2 separate regions of the Mus musculus genome follow, and region 1 is linked to region 2. The links are chromatin contacts, called in public promoter capture Hi-C maps. All regions are on one chromosome and are shown on one strand. Each heading gives the region's core, a stretch centred on a gene start, on an enhancer-like site or on the middle of the called end of the contact. The rest is flanking DNA. Distances are from core to core; before and after follow the strand shown.

Region 1 (4,518 bases), core at 891-3,390, 1.3 Mb after region 2:
TCAGGACATCAAATGAGGGATGGGGCTGCCATCCCACAGTCACACCTCTGACCCATAATTCTTCCTGTCTGAAAGAATTACAGGGATGGAAATGGAGAGGAGCCTGAAGAAAAGAAGGTACAGTGACAGGCCCAAAGTAGGATCCAGCTCAAGGGGAGGTCCCAAGGTCTGACACTATTACTAGGCTATAGAGCACTCACATGACTGCCCTCCGGAAACAACACTCTTTACAATAGCCACGAATGATATAAAATATCTTGGTGTAACTGTAACCAAGCAAGCTAAAGACCTTTATGGCAAGAACTTCAAGTCCCTGAAGAAAGAAATTGAAGAAGATAACAAAAGATGGAAAGATCTCCCATGCTCATGGATTGGTAGGATAGTGAAAATGGTCATCTTAGCAAAAGCAATCTACAGATTCAATGCAATCCCACCAAAATTCTAATACCATTTTTTAGGGATCTTGAAAGAGCATCTCAACATAAAATCGGATACACTAAGAAGTCTCATAGAAGAGAGTGAGAAATACCCTTGAACACATTGGTATAGGAGACAATTTCCTGGACAGAATGCTAATGGCTCAGATTCTAAGATCAAGAATGGATAAATGGGACCTCATGAAACTACAAAGCTTCTGTAAGGCAAAGGACATTGTTATTAGGACAAATTGGGAAAGGATCTTCACCAACCATACATCTGACAAAGGGCTAGTATCCAAAATTTGCAAAGAACTCAAGAAGGCAGACACCAGCAATCCAAATAACCCAATTAAAAAATGGCGTACAGAGCTAAACAGAGAATTCTCAGAGGAATCTCAAATGGCAGGGAAGCACTTCAAGAAATGTTCAAAGTCCTTAATCATCAGGGAAATGCAAATCAAAACAACTCTAAGGTTCCACCTTACATCCATCAGAATGTCTAAGATAAAAAAAAAAAACTCATGAGATAGCATATGCTGGTGAGGATGTGGAGCAAGGGGAGCAGTCTTTATTGCTGGTGGGAGTACAAACTTATACAATCACTTTGGAAATCAACTTGGCAGTTTCTCAGAAAACTCAAGACCCAGCCATACCACTTCTGGGCATGTACTCAAGAGATGTTCCATCATCCCACAAAGATGCTTGTTCATCAATGTTCATAACAGTTTTATTTGTAATAGCCAGAAACAGGAAACAACCTAGATATCCCTCACCTGAAGAATGGATAAAGGCATGGTACATCTACACAATGGAATACTATTCAACTATTAAAACCTAAGGCATCATGAACTTTGCAGGCAAATAGATGGAACTTGAGAATATCATCCTGAGTGAGATAACCCAGTCCCAAAAGGGCATGCATGGTGTGTACTCAGTGATAAGTGGATATTGTCCATAAAATACAGGTACCATGGTCCACTTCACAGAACCAAAGAAACTAAACAAGAAGGAAGACTCAATCAAGGAAGCTTGAATCTCACTTAGAAGAGGGAATAAAATAGTCATAAGAGGCTGATGGAGGGAGGGAACTGGGAGAGAGGGGAAATGGGGGATTCAGGATCAGGCATGGAGAAGAACAGGAGAGATAGCTATATGGCCATGAAAATGAATGGAAATCTGCAAAGTGGGGGGAAACCTGCATCTCCAGGACGAGACAAAGGCCTGGGATAAGGGAGGCTCCCAAGAATCAGTGGGGGGTGACCTTAGCTGTGACTCTCATTGGGGATGTGGAACCTGAAGAGGCCATCTCCTGTATCCAGAATGGAACTCCAATAGAGACACCAACCCACCCACAAAACTTTCAACTCAAAATTTATCCTGTCTACAAGAAATGCTGGCATAGGGGAGGGAGCAGAGACTGAGTGAATGGCCAACCAATAACCATTTCAACTTGAGACCCGTCCAGTGGGCAAGCACCAATCCCTAACACTATTAATGAAACTCTGCTATGCTTGCAGACAGAAGCATATTGTTCTCTGAGAGGCTCCCCCCAGTAGCTGATTCAGACAGATACAGACACAGCCAAACAGTGGATGGAGCTTGGGAACTCTTATGGAAGAATAGGAGGAAGGAGATAGAAACTCCACAGGAAGCAGTCGTAGATTTGCATACGGCCCCGCCCATCTCATGCAAATTCCCCTCCCCTTCCCCTTGGCGCCTGCGAGTGACGTCAGCGAGCGCCCGCGCCTGCGCGTTGTTCCCCTCCGCGGAGCTCAAGAGTAGTGTCTCCCAGCTCCCAGGGCTCCAACCTGCGCCGGGTTCAAACCGAAGATCATGAACCGCAGCCGCCAAGTGACCTGCGTGGCCTGGGTCCGCCGCGGCGTGGCCAAAGAGACTCCAGACAAGGTGAGGCCTGTGTATGGGGAGATGCCACGGCATGGCCGTGGGCTCGGCCCCGTCTGGGGCAGCACGCGCCCAGCAGGAGCCACGCGATGGGACCTGCCAGGTTGGCCGGGACTGTAGCCATGTGAGGTGTGGCTCCGGTGACCCGGGCGAGCAGAGACCGCGCGCCCCTTCCCTGCCCGGAGCGGGAACCCCGATCCCATCCCTGAGATGCACGAACACGTGGACTTTTTGTGCACTGGGAAGGGGCGGGGGTGTTTGCTTGTTACGAGTTTCTTACGGTGATCCGGATAAAACGTTATGGGGCAGAGAGAACAAGGTGTCAGTGTAACACAGTATGAAGGAAGTTGTACAAAAGCTGGAGACCGTGGCAAAGGAAGCCGGTTACTCAGGCGGTTTTGTTCATTACACAGTGTTTTCTGCAAGCCAAGCGGAGCCTGGAGTTCCGGGATATGTTGGAGCGATATAGGGCAAAGCCCTGTTCTTGACTTTCGGGATGTCAGGGGTTGTAAGTGTCCTAAAAGAAGTGAAGGGGTTGCTATGGGTGTAATTGTCTGAGTAGTGACAACTCGATATGTGATAGACGTGGGAGTGGCCTCGACATGAATTTACATGCGGTGAGGGATGGAAATACTCCTTATAGGTGTAAATTCTACCAGAGTGCAGGTAGTGTTTAGTCACTGTTTTCTCTGGTGTTTTGCCAACAGCAAGCAAGCAGTGTATATTTATAGGATAGGGACAACACTTGCCTTATTAAAAATTCTCCAAAAGAAAATTGTTTTCATTTTAAAAGGGCCATACACAGCTTTCGAAGTATTAAGAGAGTCTTAAAAATCCCTAGTTGTCATGCCCCAACCCCAAGCAATACAAATACCTTTGTGTGTGTGTATGTGTATGTATGTATGCCCATGTTCATGTGTTTGTGTATGTGTGCGCTGTCTGATTGAACCCAGCGTTAGTCAATCGAGATAGAGTGGCTGGCCAAGGCACCAGAAATTCTCGTCTCTGTAGTCCCTAGTGCTGGGATTACAGGTGTCCCCTACACTACACCCAGCTTTTGAGTGGCTTCTGGGATGGAACTTAGATCCACATGCTTGCTCAACAAAAGCTTTACCGACTGACCTCCGGCCTTCCCCGGAGTTTTTCAGTCTTTAATTTCTGGATCTTTCTCAGGCAGAATTGAATGTCATTCTCAGGGAGATTCTTGTTATCTCAACGTTTTTTGTTGTTGTTTTGGAGACCAGGTCTCACTCTGTAGCCCGCTGTGGCCTCAGACTTATGGCAATCCTCCCGTGTCAGCCTCCTAAATACTAGAGTTATAGGTGTGAGCCACTGAAGATCTGGAGGCTCTTTAGTAGAAACTGAGCCGTTGATTTACCTTCATGTGGAGTGTTGCCATTATGGCCAACCCACACTGCGGGCTTAAGTAAATAAACAATACCCAACTAGTGTTGGCCTTTACAAGCTTAATACAGAAGTGTTAGGTCTGGTCTGGTCTGGTCTGGTCTTTTCTCCAGACAGGGTTTTTTCTGTGTAGCTGTTCTGTAACTCACTCTGTAGACCAGGTAGCCTTGAACTCAGAGAGATCCGCCTGCCTCTGCCTCCCCTGGGATTAAAGGCATGTGTTCCACCCCACCCCCCACCCCCACTGCCTTCTTGTTATGTGCCTTAAAGGTACTGACTCACTATTTAGGTGAGGGAATGCCAGTTTTGAAGAGAGTGGCCTTAGTTTTGAACTTCATTAGAACAAAAGATAGCCAAATGGGAAATGTTACTGGAAGTGGGGAAAATAGAGCTGGAATTCAAGGTTGGAATGGGTGGAGGAAGATGGGGGTTATTAGTTCCCAGAAAGAATCCATTTACATTGGGCAGTGATGCTAGGGGAAAAAAGGCAGAGGACGGATGTTCTATGGTTTGATAGCCAGAGAGGGAGGTGCCCTTGGAGTCTGAGATAGTTGGAAGAAACATGGCGACCACAGGTCTGTCTATTTTACAGAAGCCAGCCTATTTGAATATTGAGGAAGGCAGAGGAGCAGAGTGAGCACGGCTGCTAACAGTGGTAGGTGGGCGGAGTCTGATTTGTACAAAGGATTCGTACAGATCCGATTTGTACAAGCTCTGCCTCCTTAAGTTTAGAGCCGACATGTATGAGATTTCTTGATGGCTCTTGAGGTTGGAGTTAACATTTGCTTGAAGA
Region 2 (4,769 bases), core at 566-3,065:
CCCCACCCCTGAAACCTACTTAGGATGCCACTTCACAAGCTTGATCTGCGCCTTTTCCTCCTCCATATCCTCCACAGGGCTCACGCACAGCCATACAACTATCAGGCTTCAATAAATATTATGACTGATTAGGAAGAGAGGAAACGGGCTAGCGATCAGACTCCCGCGGGGTGTCTGTGTTCTTAGGATGGTCTGACATTCAGCAGGCAGAGCAGAATCGCCCACTTCATTTCCCCAGCTAAGTCACCTCCCTTGGCCTACACCACTTCACAGGCTGACTCACTCCAGTTGCTCTTCCAGTCTTGAGAGGAAATTCCTAGTGGTGCACACTCAACAAAAAAGTAGGGACTTGGCAGGGCAAGCGGCATGCTGGGAAAGGAGGCCGTGGTTCCGGGCTCAGAAATGGCGGGATTTTTTGTTTCCGTCCAGCAAGTGCGTTTCATTGAGCAAGGATGTGGGTGGAGAGGATGGAGAAGGCACTAGAGGGAAGGGGGCTACACTTGGGCTGGAAGGGTAGAAACTGAGCAGTTTGCCATGAGAGTTGTCTGGTCATTCCTGAAACAGCTCGCTGGGGAATCCTTCCTCACGAATGGCCCACACTTTCTTCCACAATCTGCGACTCAAGCCAGCTGTGGTCTGTGTCAACTCACTTTGTGTCTCTTAAACCTCAATATTCGGGTCTGGAAAATGGAGTCAAATTTGTCAGCCCTCTCTTCCTCCCTCTAGTTAACTCTTTGAGTGAGGAAATAAAATACATGAATACGCTGTCTACACACCACATAAGTGTGATCTAATACTTCTGGCCTGTGTTTCCCCTAAAGCTGGAGTAGGCGACTTCAAAGGCCCACATGGGCTCCTTGGTCCAGCTAAGGACAAGGGACCTAAAGATAGACGTTTCATCTGAACTTAGCAAATGACTAAGCTCACTAGCTTCCCCCACCCCCACCCCCAAAACTCTAGGTCTATTAAAAACTGGCTCGGGTGACTCCTACTGGCATAGCCAAGGTGAAGTCTTGACTAGAGGCTTCCGGGGATGCGATGATTTCCCTTCCAGGCTCCTGTTCGGGCAACTCTGTCCATTCAACGGTTCCTAATGCAAAAAGAATGGGCTACGTAGAGCCTGCCGGCTTCCTTACAGGTCACCGCTAATGTCCTGTGACAGGCCCTTGGCCCATCCTCCCCCAATGGTCTGGCCATCCTCAGAGTCCGCTCCATCCCTCTCTGAGACCATTAACAAAGCGGGTCTGGGACCGCCCTGGCGACTAGGGCGCTGGGGTCCCAGCTCTTGCCACAGGGCCTGGGCAGGAAAGGACCAGGGCCCCTTCAGGGAGGGCAGGAGTAGAGTCCCGACCCCGCAAAAGCTGGAGTACCCACCTTCTGCTCGACGCCCTGCAAGCCCTGGCCCAGCTCATCCCTCTGACGGGAGAAGTCCTGGTGGCCACGCCGGACCTGCTGGACCTCCTCCAGGACGTGATGGACATACCAGCCCGAGAAGGCGGCCGCCGCCACCAGGGAGAGGTAGAAGAGAAAGTTGAGCACCCGGCCAAGCCTGCGCGAGCAGGACGCGGAGGACGCGTTGGCGGTGGCGGCTGAGGACCGGCCGCGGTGGCCGCCCCGGTGCGCCTGGTTCTGCGGGTGCTGCGGCGGGTGCGGCGCGGGAGGCTGCGGCTGCTGCGGCGCCGCCGGCGGCTTCTTCGCCACGTCATCCGCGCCGCCCGACGGGTGGGCGCCCTTGTCCGAGGGGCTCGCGGCGCCGTGGCCGCCCTTGGAGCCCCTTTGTTTGGCCGAGGGCATGGCGGCGGCGGCGGCTCGGCGGGATGGGCGAGCGGGGCGCGCGGCCCGGGACGCTGGCTCCGGCTCCCACGGGGACTGCGCGGGCGGCACGCGGGCGCAGCGGCGTCGGAGCGGCCGGGAACGTGGGGCGACGAGGAAGGAGGCCGGCCGCGGAAGGAGGAGGGGGCCTGGCTCCGCCGCCGCCGCGGCGCCGACCCCGCCTCCCGGGAAGGGAGGCCGAGCCCAGCCCGAGCGCCTGCCACGCAAGCGGGCCGCCGCCCCTCCTCCCTTCGCTGCGACCCCGCGGAGGGCGGGCGGAGCCCGGCGGGGCGAGGCTGGGCGCGGCTGCCCGGATGGCTGAGACTCCCAGTGCCCCGGCTACCCTCGAGAGGAGTCAGCGGGGTGGGGGTGCCTCCTGAGCACTGTGCTGAGCACGATCCCCACCCGGGCCGAGGGGGAGTGCTAGGGGGAGCGGAAAGCACGGTTCTGGAAGGTGGGGACAGGACGGGGGGGGGGGGGGTCAGACGCCCTACTTGCCCACCACTAAGCCGGGAACACCCCTCCTCTAAGGCCGCCCTGCAGCCGGGCCAGGCCTGTCTCTTCCCGAGAATTTTTGGGCTCGAAGGACTCTGCACCCAAGCACCTTGGGTATGGACTAGAACTTGTCCTAGGGAGCTGAGTTACTGAGTTATTGAGTTACTGAGTTACAGACCCTCTTTGCCTGGGCAGTAGACTGTATGCAACACCCCCAGGCCCCTTGGTTCTCTTTTCTTTTGGGGTATCATACAGTCTCTCCACAGCTCCAGTTCCTGACAGGCTCTGGGTTGAGTGTAGAGAAGCCATCAGCACCCTCACTTAGAGGGACACAGGTTGAGGTTGTCACTTCCACATTTGTAAAAAGAAATATAGCAGTGCCAGACCTGTGCTTATCAGCTGGTATGGGCTCTAAAATCCTCGCAAAAGCTTTGAACGGTTGAGATTACATTTGCCCATTTTATAGGAAACACACAAGGCTGAGCCTCGACCCCAACAGAATGCCTCAAGGTCCCACACAGCCGTGTTTTGAACCTTGGGCTGATGCTTCTGAAGCCCATGGGTGAGTCTTCACTCATGACTGGGAGGGAAACCAGAGCCCACCATCAGTGCAGATCATTGGTAATACCAATCTGGACCTTTTCCCCTGCACCTGGCTCCCGCAGTCCTAGTGTGTACTTCTGCGCGGCAGAAGTAGGGATGCTATTTCTTCTGTCTGTAACTTCCTCCCAATCTGCTTAGAAGGGGGAAAAAATTAGAAACAAAACTGGAATCTTCCCATGTTCAAATACCACCACTTCCATACTTTGGTGGTCACATGCCCGACAATACCCCTCTTGAGAAAAGTATTTTCGAGGAGACACTGAATGTGCAACTTTACAAGGGCAAAACTTTGCTGAAGGCCCACTGTGTGCCAGAGAGATGTCTGTCCACTGCTAGAGGCACCTTCCTCAAGGACAATCTTGTTGCTCCTCATTCTTTTCGTAAATCACCTTTAAAATCTGAATAGGCACATATGTGCCTGTGATCACGGGCTCTGGGTCCTGGCAGGGGGTGGGGGTGGGGGTGGGGGAAAGCATGTTTTAATGTTTTAAAAACCAACGCCTAAGAACCGAGACAATAAATGAAAAGAGAACTTGGAAAGCAAACCGTGAGCTGTACACAGAGTAGAGAATGAGGAATAATTTGGAGAATGAATTTGCATAGTAGGAGAACAGGAAGGCTATTTCTGAGCAGGAAGTGGGGTAAGCCCAGGACACCTGTCTTGACTAGAAGGGTGTGTGCTGTGTATAGAGAATGGCTGCCCATTGCAAAAGGCCACAAAATAAGGTAGCAAAAGAAGCAGGAGAGTCACTGCTATTGTGGGGAAAACACAGAGGAGATTAAATTTGGGCCAGAGTGTGCCCTAGCGAAAGCATCTGCTCTAGACAGAAGAGAACGCCCCCTCCTTGGGCTGAATAGCAGATACTGTAGCAGAAACCTCTTAGCTCAACAAAGCACAGGGTTCCTCAGCCTGAAGTACAGGGAGACAGGAGATGAGAGTCCTAAGATGACCAGGACTACCTTGCTTAAAAACCATCTCAGTTCAAGGTGTGATTAAGATTACTGATGTGCGAATGGAGACCTTCTCCTCCATCGTCTGTGTTAAGGAGACAGCAGCAGGCTGGAACCCAGCCAAGCTCTGGCCTGGAGGCAGGAGCCCTGTTTGCTCTTTGAGCCGTGGCTTTGCCATCAAATTCCATGACCTTGAGTAGTGGACATAACTCCCCCTCTGGACTTCAGGGCCACCTTCTCTGTAAAGCACATCTCTAAAGCTCCTTTTTATTATGGCATGAATCTGTTCCTTAAAGAAAACAGTCGTTTATTTGTTAGTGAAAATAATCAGTGTTGTTTAGTTTTTTTTTTTTCTAGGAGTTACATGTGAGAGCTGGGGTGGGAATGGGAGGCATCTTGGCTTTTCTCCTGTCAAGCACTGGAGAAGAGTGGGTGACAGGTCAGAGCGATGCCTGGGTTGATAAAGTGCTTGCCTTACAAGCACATGGACCTGCATTTGATCTCCAGAACCCATGTTAAAGGCCGTTCCAAGACCGGGACGATCACTTGGTGGATAAGAGCATTCATTGCACAAGCATGAGGACTTAAGTTCAAATTCCCAGGACCAACATAAGAGGGCAGGCATGGCTGCAGAAGAGTGTAACCCCAGTGCAGGCAGGGGCAGGGTAGGGAGGAGGTGATAAAGAACCGCAATGATTGCTGGGGCTTGGTGACTGTCTGCCCAGCTCCAGGTTCATTGAGAGATGCTTGTCTTGGGAGATAAGGTGGAGAATGGTAAGGCAGGGTATCTGAAATCTCTGGTCTTCACATGAGAGCACGTGGACATGCGCACTAGTATACACACATGTGCATACAGCACACACACACACACACACACACACACAGTGGGGAGAAACCAACCAATGGAT

Evidence for each region. Promoter capture Hi-C pulls out the DNA fragments that hold promoters and counts their contacts.
Region 1: a promoter capture Hi-C map of liver shows a contact between it and region 2, with 3 times the contacts expected there. The contact joins the promoter of Pwp1 here to the promoter of Ckap4 in region 2. A contact is called at or near these places in 4 of 39 promoter capture datasets (cranial neural crest, hippocampal neurons and liver).

Annotation. Positions count from the first base shown.
Region 1 is chr10:85,869,691-85,874,208 of GRCm38.p6, forward strand. It overlaps Pwp1 (PWP1 homolog, endonuclein), which reads left to right and starts at 2,141. Exons shown (of 15, transcript NM_133993.3): 1 at 2,141-2,324. The coding sequence starts at 2,253.
Region 2 is chr10:84,532,073-84,536,841 of GRCm38.p6, forward strand. It overlaps Ckap4 (cytoskeleton-associated protein 4), which reads right to left and starts at 1,816. Exons shown (of 2, transcript NM_175451.1): 1 at 1,375-1,816. The coding sequence starts at 1,794.